2 separate regions of the Ovis aries genome follow, and region 1 is linked to region 2. The links are chromatin contacts, called in public Hi-C maps. All regions are on one chromosome and are shown on one strand. Each heading gives the region's core, a stretch centred on a gene start, on an enhancer-like site or on the middle of the called end of the contact. The rest is flanking DNA. Distances are from core to core; before and after follow the strand shown.

Region 1 (7,017 bases), core at 3,686-6,185, 61 kb before region 2:
TCCATCAGGACCACCAATTGGTCTCTGCTTCTTACACACTGGCCCTGCCACAGCTGGTTCTGGGGGCCCAGGCCAGCTCCAATGCATGGCTGGGGTCAGGGCAGGGGGATGTCCCTCATACACTGGCAAAGAATCTGTAAGTTACCCCATAAGTCCCAGCTCCCAGATCCACATATTCTGAAGTGAAAATGTTAGTTGCTCAATCATGTCCAACTCTTTGTGACCACATGAACTGTAGCCCACTGGGTTCCTCTGTCCATGGAATTCTCCAGGCAAGAATACTGGAGTGGGTTGACATTCCCTTCTCCAGGGTATCATTCCAACCCAGGGATCAAATCCTGGTCTCCTACATTGCAGGCAGATTCTTTACCATCTGAACCACTAGGAAAGCTTCAAGGTTTACACTTTAGCTGACCAGGCTCAGAACCTGGAAGCTTCCTCCTTCCCTTGAGAGCCCGAGTTCCCAGTTGCAAGCTTCACATCTTTTTCAGGGCATCTCTTTGTATCTTATACCAGAACCTGGTGTGGGGTGGGGCCACGAACAGCAGGCATCCAAGCCAGCCTGCAGGTGATGGACCACTTCTGCCCTTGCCAAGTTGCCAGACGCATAAAGCTTTCTCAGCCTCTGTGAGATGCACCTGCCTGGTGGGAAACGCAGGAGAAATGATCCCAGCTTGCAGGGCTGCTGTGAGGATGAACATGGCAAGGTCTGGGGAATACTCACAGCTTGGGAACAAATGGGAACTGTCGCCTCTGTTCACAGGTTGCGGCCAGGTTGAGCAGAGCTGGGTGACCGAGCCAAGTCAGTCTAGTTGGAATCACATGGAAGTCTCTGTCTTCTGCTCTGCACGTCCCCTTGAGCTGTGACCTCCAAAATCCATCCGCCCTACAGTCTGCACTGGACCCAGGGATGTGGGCAGACCTGCCAGAGGCGGGTGACACCCTTCATGGGCTTTCTCCATCAGCCTTCCTGGAACTCAGGGAAGTCTTAAAGCAGCACCAAGGACAAGGACCATGCCTTCTGCTTGACCTTTCTCTAGCTGTTCTCCATGGACCTCATCTATCCATCTCATCCACAATAGTCAGACCCCAAAGACACAGAGTCACCTTCCCCACTGATGGCTAACCAGATGCCCCTGCCCATCTTTTCCAGTTGCCCATTCACCTGACTCAGCTGTGAGCATGTTCCTTTTAGGAGTGCCCCCAAGTTCCCAAGTTTAATCATGCGGACACAAGTTCTCCCCATCCCACTGGGAAGAAAGCAATCCACAAGTACCCACATTTTCTGCAGGGCCACCCGAGCCCCGACAGGGAAACAAGAGGCGCTGTGTGGTCCTCGGCAGGTGAGGATGGCTCTGAGGGTGAACCCACACATCTAGGATCTCTATCCGCGGCTGTGACAAAATGAGTCTGTGTCTTTGTGAGCCAGGATTCGAAACTGGACTTATCGACATCTCTAACCTTATCTAAATCACTTCTCTAATGAGCTCAGTATGTGGACAGATACACCACATTCCCGGCATAACATGGGTCTCCTACCAAACACAAGATAAGCTGATAAACCAGAGATCTTCCACCTTCGACCTGCTCGAGACTTTAGTATTTGTGGTAGAAACATCAGGCTTTGTGGAGACTACAGACACACATTCAACTCAAACAAAGTGAATCAGAACTGGTTATAAAACTTCTCTGGGAGTGTTTTCTGGTCTACTTGAAGTACTTGGCCAGGGCTTACTGGCTCTGACAGCTGGTCCAACCCCTGCTGAAAGCAATCCTGAACTTGAGCAAGCAAATCCATCTCCTTGTGCCTCTAAAGAAGACTAAGAAAGTCCACACACTCATGGTTGTGAGGAGGTGGGAGGGGGAGCAAGCTGTGAAGGGAAGGGGCCAGGTGACCCAGCTGATGGGAAGCTCAGGGCTCTGTGGGCCTCATCAAGCTGGAAGGTTTCCACCACATCACAAAAACCACTTAAGGGCTCACCCGAGCTCACCTGCAGAGGGCGGGGCCTTCCTGGTCTCTGCAGCAGGGAGGCAGTATAGCAGAGGAGGGGGCAGTCTAGCACCGGCTCTTTCTGGCTCCCTCCTGAGAGTGAACAAACAGGTTCTCCAGGTGGCTGCCCAACATATGCAGGCTGGAACACACCACCCCTCCAGTGTCCTGGACAGCTGTCTTCATCGTCCAGCTCGGTGTGTGATCAGAAGCTGACAAGTGTTGGGGCGGGGCGGGGGGGGCTGTCATATCCTTCATGCATCCCCAAGCGTGACCTGGAGTATACGGAGGGAGGAGGAAAGTCAGTCTCAGAGGAGGTGAAACCCGGCTGAGTTTTCAAAGGGAAAGGAAAAGAGGACTGGAGACAAAGGCCAAAGGCTTTGTGTGGTTCTTGGGACAGAGGAGCCTGGCAGGCTACAGTCCACAGAGTCACAAAGAGTCGGATACAACTGAGCAACTGACGCTTTGGGAAGGTAGCCTCGTGAAACCTCGTGACTTGGCCCCACCTGAGAAGGGGTCTAGACAGGTTAGGCATGGCACCTGCCAGCAGTGCCCCCAACAATCATCAACAGATTTTGGAGAGAAGACCACATTGCTGAGCTCCTCTCTGTACTTATCTATGTCAGTGGTTCCAACTCTAGGAAAGTAGATATCCAGGCCCTGGCCCAACCAGAATCTCTGCAGGGAGACCCCAGGAATCTGTTTATCAGAGGTTTCGTGGTTAATGCTGAAGCCAGGAGCCCCGGAGTCCCAGCCCACACACTCCACGGCATTGGGCTAACAAAGCCTGAGGAGTCTTTAAAAATCCCCATCAACAGTTGAGTTTTATCCCTGGCCATTTACCATTAGGGCTTCCCAGGAGGCTCAAGGATAAAAGAATCCTCTTGCCAGTGCAAGAGACACAAGAGACAGGTTTGATCCCTGGGTCGGGAAGACCACCTGAAGAAGGAAATGGCAACCCACTCCAGTATTCTTGCCTGAAGAAGTCAGTGGACAGAGGAGCCTGGTGGACTACAGTCCATGGGGTTGCAAGTAGTCAGACAGGTCTGAGCAACTGAGCACCAGCACAAGCATTTAACATTAACATTTAACAGAGTCCTGGAGCAGAACTCGGTGACAGCCGGTTTGCCACTGCTTCCCGGCGCCTGTTCTATCACCGTTTATTGTATGTTTATGACCTTTATGGTGTCGTTGCACTGGCTGGCCCTGCACGCCACTGCCTCTCACACTCACAAGTGCAGGATCCCAGGCCCTGTGGAGCCAGCGCCCAGCAAGCCACTCACACTTGGACACCGGGCTCAAAAGGGGGCCTTTCTGAGTTTAACTGCATGCCACCCCTCCTCTGGAGAGCAGGCTTCTGGGGACAGGGCATGGCACAGTGCCCAGGGCCCTGCTGTATCTAGCTCTTGCTCTTTGCCCCGTCTCAGGCTGCCTTTAGACGCTGAAGCAGACCCACCCTCCAATGGAGCCTGAGACTCTTCTCCAAGGGACTGGTCCTAAAAAGCACTTTCACCTTTCTCCCTTCTTGAATAAGGAGGAAAGGAATGAACAGAGGTTGAAATTCAGGCTTGCACATGTATTCTCCCATTGGTGTGTCTCAGAACATCCCATGAAGGAGGTGATATTTTCAGCCCAATGATACGCTGGTTGCCCAAGGTCACCCCACTAGTAGAAGCAGAGTGCAGATCCAGGCTCCAGCCTGCCTGGTGCCTTAACCAGAGGGCCTTGGACTTTGTATGGCAGGGGGATGCTCTTGTTTTGAAAACTGAAATCTCCACAGGGTCACATGCCACAGGGCAGGAGCCATGCCAGGCCCACCCACCTCACTTAAAAAGCTCGGGGTAGGGCAAGGCCACCCTCCCAAGACACTCTCTCCAGAGAATGCAGTTCACACAGAGGCCACCCCTCATCAGCTCTGGGGCTCCAAGGAAGCCTGCTCACCTACTCTCCCTCCAGCCTTGCCCTGGCGACCAGTGGGTCAGAACATTCTGGGGGCGTGGGTGGTAGGACATACTGGAGTGACTAGATGGCCCACGAAAGCCCCAGGAGTGTGAGTGGAGAGTCTGGCATCAAAACCCCTATGTTCTGGGGACACTTGGGCCTGTTTTCTGGAGACTCTAGGAGTATGGGAGGAGGGGAGTGCCTGGACCCTTTGTCTTAACATCCCAGCTGATCTCAGTCCCTCTCATAAGTGTTCCTTTTCCTCAAGAGTCCTGTCCACATCGTGTTCCTTTTCCTGAACCCTCAGGGTCCAAACTTGTGATGGTGCTGTGGGTGACATCTGTACTGTGGGTGACATCTATACTTTCACAGATGCAATGTCTCGAGGTCAAGCCATGACCTCCCATCAGTGCTGTGAATGCCACCCCCAGAGCTGAAGGTATTGCTGGTTTGCTGTGTGGGGACAGCAGTCCTGGGGACAGGAGTAGGGTGGGGGTAGTTGATGTCACAACCTTGGGCAGCTTCACATGCAACCTGACAGGAGGGAGCGGAGGGGAGCACCTTTACTGACTTCTTTGCTCCAAAAAGCTGTGCGGGCAGCAGGATCGGATAAAGGACAGGACCTGGCCTGTCCCACCTGGCACAACCCTGGCCCTAATTGTTGTTCAGTCACTCAGTCGTGTCCAAGTCTTTGTGACCCCATGGACTACAGCACGCCAGGCTTCCCTGTCCTTCACCATCTCCCAGAGCATGCTCAAACTCATATCCATCAAGTCGGTGAACCATCTCATAGTCTAGTCCTAATAGTCCCCCACACACATGCATTGTCCTCGTGGCCCGGGGAACCCATTTCCCCACTGTCCACAAAGCAGCAACACTGCTCCCTCTCTGCCTTGTCACAGCCCGGCCATGCGTCGGGCAAGCCACCCAGCCGATCTCCCAGCTGTGAAATGGGACACACCCACACCAGGCCAAGCTGTGCTCTGTGTGCCCCGGCAGGTGGGAAAGCTGTTTGTGAGTGATGTTGTGGGTACCCAGACCGCACCTTCAAAGCTGGTTTACGGTGCAGCGAGCCCTCGGCCTGGGGGCGGTTCGCAGGTGGCCTGCCCACCCAGGGTCAGCTGACAAACTTCCTGGGGCTTTCAGTACAGTGGTCAGATGACCTGGCTGGGTTGTGTAATGCGTGTGCTCCGGCCTCCCTCTCCAGAGAGCTATCTGTGGCCCAGGACCTCTTCGGAAGCTAACAACACCTCGTGACCCTCAGTGCATAAACACTGTGAAGAGCCCACAGAGGCGCAGATGGCAGAGGGGCTGGATTTCGCAACAGCTTCCTCTGTGTTTCCAATTAACTGAGGAGGTGGCCGCCCACAGGGAGGGGGTGGAGCCAAGGAGATGCTGTTTTTCCCTCTATCCTCCGTGTTGTTTGTGAGCACTTGGTCCTAGGAAAAAGCCACTTCTCAGGAAGGAATGGCCCCTCCTCCAAGATTTCGTTTCATCCTGGCTGCCCTCCCCAACCTCAAATCTCAGTCCTCCCGGTCCCTGCCTGCCCAGCCTGCCCTGGACAGGAGTCCAGAGACACTCAAACATTGTCCCCAAGCCCAGAAGAGATGCCCCACTGCTGCGCCAGCCTCTCAGATGTGCCACCGGATCTGAGATCCTGTGCCGGGTAAGCAGCCTCAGACTCAGCCCAAGGAAATGGTAAACAGGATCACAACAGGGAGAGATCCCTCCAGGACTGCGGGTCATTACACGGTGTGCAGCCAGCGAGAGCGGACAGAGCCGGCTTGCCATCCAGCCGAGCCGGGAGAGACAGAGGGACCAGGAGCAGCTGCACCCTCCCTTTGCTCAAGCAAGAGAACTAGTCCAGAAAGTAGTAACACTGACTCCACGCTGTGCACATGTCCAGGAGGTGGCCGGTGCTCTGCTTGCAGGTTTACACACGACTGCTCTGCTCGCTGCAGGGATGTGTCCCTCACCCGTGCACCTGGGGCATGTTACCAGTCCTGGCTCTGATTTTTTAATCTACAGAATGCCACATGCAAAACCTTCTAGGCACCAAAGATGAGAGGTTTCCGTGGCCTCACCACTGCAGCAGCTGCTTGCAAACTGCAAAATGCAAGCAGGATCTTTCCTCGGCAGCCTGGAGGCCAGGACATGCTGCACTGGAGAATATTTGGGCCCTGAGAACCAGCCTTTTACCTGCAACCACCTCGGTGCATGAGCCAGGCATGGGGTGTCACTAAAGGAGAAAAGTATAACCTTTGAGGGGCTTCCTTGATGGCTTGGCGGTAAAGAATCTGCCTGCAGTGCAGGAGACGCAGAAGACTCGGTTTCGATCCCTGGGTGGGGAAGAGCCCCTGGAGGAGGGCATGGCAACCTACTCCAGGATTCTTGCCTCCTCCTCAAGAGGAGCCTGGCCACCACAGACTCACAAAGATTTGGACATGACTGAAGCAACTAAGCATGCACACATGCATAATCTTTTAGACATTTCCCTTAGAACACATTTTACTCAAATATGCACTTCAAACCCAAGTATACTAAAAGCTTTTGGATTCTGTGAGAGAAAGCAAGGGGGGGATGATTTGAGAGAATAGCATTGAAACATATATATTATCATATGTGAAATAGATTGCCAGTCCAGGTTCGATGCATGAGACAGGTGCTCAGGGCTGGTGCACTGGGATGACCCTGAGGGATGGGATCATCCCTCAGGGGAGGAAGGAGGGAGGAAGGTCAGGATGGGGAACACATGTACACCCATGGCTGATTCATGTGAATGTATGGCAAAAACCACCACAATACTGTAAAGTAATTAGCCTCCAATTAAAATAAAGACATTATAAATAAATAAACAAGTGCTCTACCCTAAATGCAGCAGCAAGCTGTAAAAGGCAATGCAGGGAGAGGCCGTCTCCTACTCTGCCACTTCCTCCTGGGCTGAATTTCTAATACTTGAAGGTTCCTGTCTGCAGAAACTACAATAGTACCTCTCGGCCAGGTGGGGGTGGGGCTTAATCTCCAACAAAAAAGACATTGTCTTTATAAAGAAGACAAGACTGTGCAGATACACAATGCAACCTCAT
Region 2 (7,268 bases), core at 625-3,124:
GAAAGGTCTCTGCTATCGGGTTGGATGGCCAGCTGCTGCACTGATGTCTTATCCCAAGTATGCTCCTGTCTTGCAAGTTTAAAAATTTTCCTGAAGGGAGAGAAATAGGAGCAGGGCTCAAGTTCTGCCCTAACACCCAGCCAGCGTCCCCTCCCCCACTTCCAGCACCCCAGGAGCCTGCCATTCAGCGCCAACAGGAAGATGGAACAGGTGCCATGGAGTTCCGTAAATTTCAGAAATCAGCAGCAGTCCCGCTGACCACCTCCCCCACAGACAAAGATACCCTGCCCTCAATAAAGAGAGTACGTTTGTTTCAGTTAAGTTTATTGTAAAACTCAAAGCTGCAGCAGCATAATCCTTTAGAAAATGAAGCATCGCCCGTATCCGTTTTGAAAACAGCAGTGCATACTGCTCAAGTCCGTCAGAGCTCCTGTAACCGTACAAGTCCAAGCCGCCTGGACTTGCCTTTCCCCTCCTTTCTGCCGGGAGTACAGGCTGCTGAGTCACGCCTGCCCGGCCAGTCTGTCCTTCCCGGCCGCGCGGCCAAGGTCCCGCCTCCGGCCTTCCTGGGCGAGCAGCCGCTCCCCACACTTGTAGAGTCCTGGGTTGGGGCCAGCCTGCCCCTGTCGCCGCCGGGCCCCTCCTCGGGAGGGAACCGCACCTCCTCGCCGCTCTCCACGCGCCCCCGCCTGCCAGTCTCCACGCCGCACTCCGGCGCCCTCCGAGGGCGCATCCACAGAGCCAGCCCCGCGCTAGGCGCCCCGGGGCGTCACCACGTCGATCAAACCAAGGATCCCCACGGGGCTGTCACTCGGGAAGGGTAATATTGGGCACCCAGTCGTTGACGCTGCGGCTCTCCTCGCAGAACAGGCTAAGCTTCTCCAAGGCGGGGTCCTTCCATGCGTCCTCATTGGGGTTCTGCAGAGAGAACGCAGAGGTCAGCCTGGCTGGGCACTGGCTGCTGACGGGAGAGCGAGGGGGCAGGGATCACATCGGCACGGAGGCGACACTCACCGAAATGAGGATACAGTGCAGGTCTCCAGGTGCCCCCGACTCGTCACCGGTACCCACGATCGCCGCCAGCCGCTGCACGTCGCCCACGCGCACGATGTCTATGTCGTTCTCACAGCAGAACGCTTGGATCAAAGTGAAGTGGATCTGCAGCGCGATATCGCCCTCGTCCTCCTCGTCAGCGGCAAGCACGCAGAAGGTCACATTGTCGGGGTCCCTACGCGGGCGAGCAAGAGGTGGTGAGATCAGGTCGAGGAGCCAGGGGCGCCCCCAGCCACTGTCTCCCCGGTCTCCCTGCCGCTCCTCCCACGGGCCGCGTTTGATACTCACACGTTCAGGACTTTGGCTGACTCGTAGACGCCGGCCGTGAGGCAGCCTTGGCGCTGCGCAGACAACAGCAGCTCGTGCAACGCTTTCCCGGCGCCCTGCATCCTGTGGACAAGCCAGCACGGTGAGCCGGAGGGTGCCCTGAGATCCCTGGACCCGGAGACGCACCCCCAGCGCCCCAGCCCGGCGCGCCAGCCCAGGCGGCCGCACCTTCGGCCCAGCCGGCACACTCGCGCCCGGCTTCCACCCAGCGGGTTCCCAACCCAGCCGGTTTCCACCCAGGCGGGCCCCAAAGACTATCGCCCAACCAGCGCGGCCAGGGCAGGACGAGGGTCCCCGCGCGCCCCGAGACGTCCGGAGTTAGGCGCCGACCTACCTGGCTGTGCTTTCTGGAACCGTGTCCTGGCCACGAACTTCTTCCAGAGTCATATTGCGATCTGCGAGCAGCAAGTTATCCACAAGAACAGAGGGCGGAGCAGACGCGAGCGAAGAAGGAAAGTCTGCGAGCAAGCCTGGTGAGCCCGCTGCCGGCGAGTAAGCCGGAGCGCCGCCTTGCGCCCTTATATAGGCTGAGCCGGGTGGCGCCGCCAGCTGGCGCGAGCCTGCGAGCCCATTGGCCCGCGCCCGCTTTCTGATGCAAATGAGGCGGCTGCCCGCGGCTCGTGCCAGAAGGCCACGTGGGGAGGGGTGCGGGGGATGACAATGCCTCAAATCTGCCGCTTTTGTCGGGGTGTTACCAGGCAGACTGGAGCCTGCAGATTTCATCTCGCCTTTTTTTTTTAAGTCCTTAAAAGGAAAAAGTTACGGGGGGAAAAAACCCTCACTTGTTAACAGTACGCTGCAATTTGTGAAATGCACCTTTGGGGAAATCTAATGAATATTTTTTTTGCATTTATTTTTCTTGCTACCTTTTCTATTTTTTTCTTCACTTTTAATTTGGAGTTTCTGAAACCATTTCTTCTAAACCGGAACTTAAAAAACAGGCTGCGCTGGCTAAGCTAGCTAAAGGCCTGAAAGCAGCCCTCTCCAGCTGACACCAGAGCCCCGAGCGCGAGGTTCTTCTAGCACAATCAAGACCCGGACCCGGTCGCGCTGCAAAGTCTAGCCAATCTCCCGGCCCGCTACTAAGCGCTGCGGGGCGCCAGGGCGCGCAAGCAGATTGCGGCCGGAACACGCGGCTCGTTTGCATTTCTATGCCGGGTGCACAATAGCAGAGGTCTGGCGTGTGGCGGTTTGTAGGAGGGACAATTGAAGCTTTCTCTTCATAGCGACACTGTCCACCTGCCGCTGGGTGGGGTGGGAGAGCCCCGCCGCGCGTGGGGGTCACCGGGCTGCTCGGCGCGTGGTGGGTCGCGGCCGCGTGGGGCTCCTGCGCTCCTCAATGCGCGCCCCCTGCACCGGCCCCGCTGCACCCACCACACGTTTGCATGAAATTCCGCCCCAAAAGGTTCTAGCGCACGTGCGGAGCAGCCGTGGAAGTTGGAAGGAACACCTGGCTGCTGCACCTTCTTCGCAGCCGGGTGGGGACCCCAAGAACTTTGGGAACTACGCTTGGAATCCCTTTCCCGGGGCGCCATCTACAGGCCGACGGGAAAGTTCCTGAGCACCTCTCCCCCGCACTTCCATTGACATACTGTGGGGACTTGGCCTTTGGCCCTCTGATCAAGGAGGGGCCCAGGTAGAGTCAGCTGAGCCCCATCTAAGCTACATATTAATGGAAGTCAAAAACTGCAAAACCCAGATGAAGACAAAAGGAGACTCCAATCCAGTACTGACGGAAGAAAAGCCTATATTTGGCAAGCTATTTTGAAAAATTTTGACCTAAGTATGCATGTATTAAAAGCTTGTTTTCCAGGAATAGAGAAATAATACTAAATGAGAGCTTGAGAGCGTTTAATAGACATTGCTTGGCCGGGGCCATTTTGGACCTGTGTAATGAATGTTAGTTACTCAGTGGTGTCCGACTCTTTGCAACCCCATGGACTCTACAGCCAGACTCCTCTCTCCATGGGATTCTCCAGGCAAGGATACCAGAGTGGGTTGTCATGCCCTCCTCCAGGGGATCTTCCCGACCCAGGGATGGAACCTGGGTCTCCCGCATTGCAGGCAGATTCTTTACTATCTGAGCCACCAGGGAAGTTGACACTTCCAGAAAGTTTGCTCACTGAGCTTATAATTTTTGGTGCCTGCATCTCTCTATGTGCACTGAGGTGCATTCTGTCTCCGCCACCCAGCCTTAACCCTTACTAGGTGAGGTTTTTGAGACTGGGCAGGACAGCTATAGCGGGTGCAGGGGCTGTTGGGTGTGCTGGGAGTCCCGACTCTGCGGCAAGACAGGAAATAAGGAAGACAACGGAGTGCACTGGCTTCTTGCGCCCCCCGGTGGCCAGCTGGCAGAGGACAGCTGAGAGAGCGGAACACTTCCCAGATGCCAATTGAGTGTTTGCTCACCTAACATCGCTGAAATCCGAGGTGTCTTCCCCGCCCCCCGCCCCCCGCCCCCCCACTGAAGGGCAGTTGATCTTCAGCGTTACAGGTGTACACAACAGTGAATCAGTTATACATATACACCACACATCCACTCTTTTTTAGACTCTTTTCCCATGTAGGTCATAGCAGAGTATTAAGTAGAGTTCTCTGTTCTACGCAAAAAGTTCTTATTAGTCATCTGTTTTATGTAGTAGCACGTATAGGTCAATCCTAGCCTCCCAACCTATCCCTCCCCCTCACACGCCCCCACCCCCGGTAGCCATTATATTGTTTTCTAATTGCTCCCTCCCCATTGCTGGCATCCTGTGGCTTTCCTTTGCTGCCATTTCCTTTCTTTCTTTACTGCCCACTGCATGCTCAGTTGCTCAGATGTGTACAACTCTTTGTGACCCTATGAACTGACTGTAGCCCACCAGGCTCCTCTGCCCATGGAATTTTCTCAGGCAAGAATACTGGAGTGGGTTGCCATTTCCTCCTCCAGGGGATCTGCCTGACTCAGGGATCGAACCTGTATCTCCTGCGTCTCCTGTATTGTCAGGTGGATTGTTTTATCACTGAGCCGCCGGGGAAGCCCCTTCTTTCTTCGTTAGTGGTAAACAAAATGATGGTGTGCCTTGATTGGATAAGATATATTTATTTTTAAGTGATTGAAACATAGATATTGCTTTTAAAAGTATCAAATATTTTTTAATGTACTAGTTTCAGGTCCCCAGAAAATGTATCATTGCAAAAATGAGACTTATTTGACATCTTAGAGTTTATTTCCCCCTCCCCATTTTAAACACTGGAAATCTCCCTACACACCAGGCCTCACACCCGGACCCCAGAGGAGGGGAGGGGGGACAGGAGACAGCATTTCCAGTTGGTGCTGAGCCAGCCCTAAGAAGAGGCCTGATTGACACCTCCCTGGGGCTATCTACTTCACTCATATTTTTAAGGTATTGAATTTCAGGAAAATCGCCTTTCTGACGTTGGATATGACTTCACATGGGTTTATTAGGTCAGTCCACATGGCCCAAAAGGCTTCATCCTCAATTAGGAAAGAAACATATTGTCTGGAGTCTAAGTTGGCCCTTCACCAGACACTCCCTCCCCATTCTTACAAGTTAGACAAACGCAGAAGCTACTGGCTCTGGGATAGCCCATATCCAGTTTGCCGGTCATACTACAGGAGAGGGGTGGGCAAAGCCAACACCCCAATACCGGAAACTTCAGATGCTCTTCTGGCCCACCCTGAGATAGAAGATGGTTGACTAAAGCCCACCTGTCCCATTCTGTTGCCACTGTGCCCCCAAACTGAATTCAACCCATGTGTCAGCCTGCTGCAGCCCCCATTCCTAGGAGACTGTGATGTCAACCAAGCTCCCTGTGATTATACCCCCTAATGTTCCTGTGAACCTTAACCATGACGGCGATGGTGACATTACTAAAGGGACACCCTCAGAGATGTTCTGTTTTACAAACCTTTTGGAAGCACTTCGATGTTTTTATTAACACTTCATGAACTCCTTATGGCCAAATTCAGACTTAAATTGAAGAAAGTAGGGAAAACCACTAGACCATTCAGGTATGACCTAAATCAAATCCCTTATGATTATACAGTGGAAGTGACAAATAGATTCAAGAGATTAGATCTGACAGACAGAGTGCCTGAAGAACTATGGACAGAGGTTCGTGACATTATATAGGAGGCAGGTATCAAGACCATCCCCAAGAAAATGAAATGCAAAAAGGCAAACTGGAGGAGGCCTTACAAATAGCTGAGAAAAGAAGAGAAGCTAAAGGCAAAGGAGAAAAGGAAAGATATACCCATTTGAATGCAGAGTTCCAAAGAATAGCAAGGAGAGGTAAGAAAGCCTTCCTCAGTGATCAGTGCAAAGAAATAGAGGAAAACAATAGAATGGGAAACACTAGAGATCTCTTTAAGAAAATTAAAGATACCAAGGGAACATTTCAATGCAAAGATGGGCACAATAAAGGACAAAAATGGTATGGACCTAACAGAAGCAAAAGATATTAAGAAGAGGTGGCATGTTCCTTCTATTCCTGCTTTCTGGAGAGTTTTTATCATAAATGGATGTTGAATTTTGGCAAAGACTTTCTCTACATCTACTGAGATAATCATATGGCTTTTATTTTTCAATTTGTCAATGTGGTGTATTACATTGATTGATCTGCCTTATGACCCAGCAATCCCACTGCTGGGCATACACACTGAGGAAACCAGAATTGAAAGAGACACGTGTACCCCAATGTTCATCGCAGCACTGTTTATAATAGCCAGGACATGGAAGCAACCTAGATGTCCATCAGCAGATGAATGGATAAGAAAGCTGTGGTACATATACACAATGGAGTATTACTCAGCCGTTAAAAACAATACATTTGAATCAGTTCTAATGAGGTGGATGAAACTGGAGCCTATTATACAGAGTGAGGTAAGCCAGAAAGAAAAACACCAATATTGTACACTAACGCATATATATGGAATTTAGAAAAATGGTAACAATAACCCTGTATGTGAGACAGCAAAAGAGACACAGATGTATTGAACAGTCTTTTGGACACTGTCAGAGAGGGAGAGGGTGGGATGATTTGGGAGAATGGCATTGAAACATGAATAATATCATATAAGAAATGAATCACCAGTCTAGGTTCGATGCAGGATACAGGATACTAGGGGCTGGTGCACTGGGATGACCCAGAGGGATGGTATGGGGAGGGAGATGGGAGGGGGGTTCAGGATTGGGAACACGTGTATACCCGTGTCGGATTCATGATGAAGTATGGCAAAACCAATGCAGTATTGAAAAGTAAAATAAATAAATAATTTTAAAAAAAAGAAGAGGTGGCAAGAATACACAGAAGAACTATACAAAAAGATCTTCACCACCCAAATAATCACAATGGTGTGATCATTCATCTAGAGCCAGACATCCTGGAATGTGAAGTCAAGTGGGCCTTAGGAAGCATCACTATGAAAAAAGCTAGTGGATGTGATGGAATTCCAGTGGAGCTACTTCAAATCCTAAAAGATGATGCTGTGAAAGTGCTACACTCAATATGCCAGCAAATTTGGAAAACTCAGCAGTGGCCACAGGACTGGAAAAACTCAGTTTTCATTCCAGTCCCAAAGATAGGCAATGCCAAAGAATGCTCAAACTACCACACAATGCACTCATTGCTCTCATACTAAGGTAACGCTCAAAATTCCCCAAGCCAGGCTTCAACAGTGAACCCTGAACTTCCAGATGTCCAAGCTATATTTAGAAAAGGCACAGGAACCAGAGATCAAATTACCAACTTCCTTTGGATCATCAAAAAAGCAAGAGAGTTCCAGGAAAACATCTACTTCTGCTTTATTGACTATGCTAAAGTCTTTGACTGTGTGGATCCCAATAAACTGTGGAAAATTCTTCAAGAGATGGGAATACCAGACC

The links. A called contact is a pair of places that touch in the nucleus more often than the background predicts.
Region 1: a contact with region 2 is called in a Hi-C map of liver, with 2.1 times the contacts expected there. The contact joins the enhancer-like site here to the promoter of GADD45G in region 2. A contact is called at or near these places in 2 of 16 Hi-C or Micro-C datasets (liver and skin fibroblasts).

What each region holds. Positions count from the first base shown.
Region 1 is chr2:24,454,484-24,461,500 of ARS-UI_Ramb_v3.0, reverse strand. No RefSeq gene overlaps it. Among named protein-coding and RNA genes, the nearest start is that of GADD45G, 63 kb to the right of the region's middle. Within about 2 kb of position 4,935, at least 14 of the 54 cell types and tissues checked have an H3K27ac peak or open chromatin away from gene starts, as enhancers often do. A contact at or near this core is called in liver, where this site is marked.
Region 2 is chr2:24,389,797-24,397,064 of ARS-UI_Ramb_v3.0, reverse strand. GADD45G (growth arrest and DNA damage inducible gamma) reads right to left here and starts at 1,874. Exons shown (of 4, transcript XM_015093022.3): 1 at 1,715-1,874; 2 at 1,342-1,443; 3 at 1,015-1,228; 4 at 308-918. The coding sequence starts at 1,767. The coding sequence ends at 808.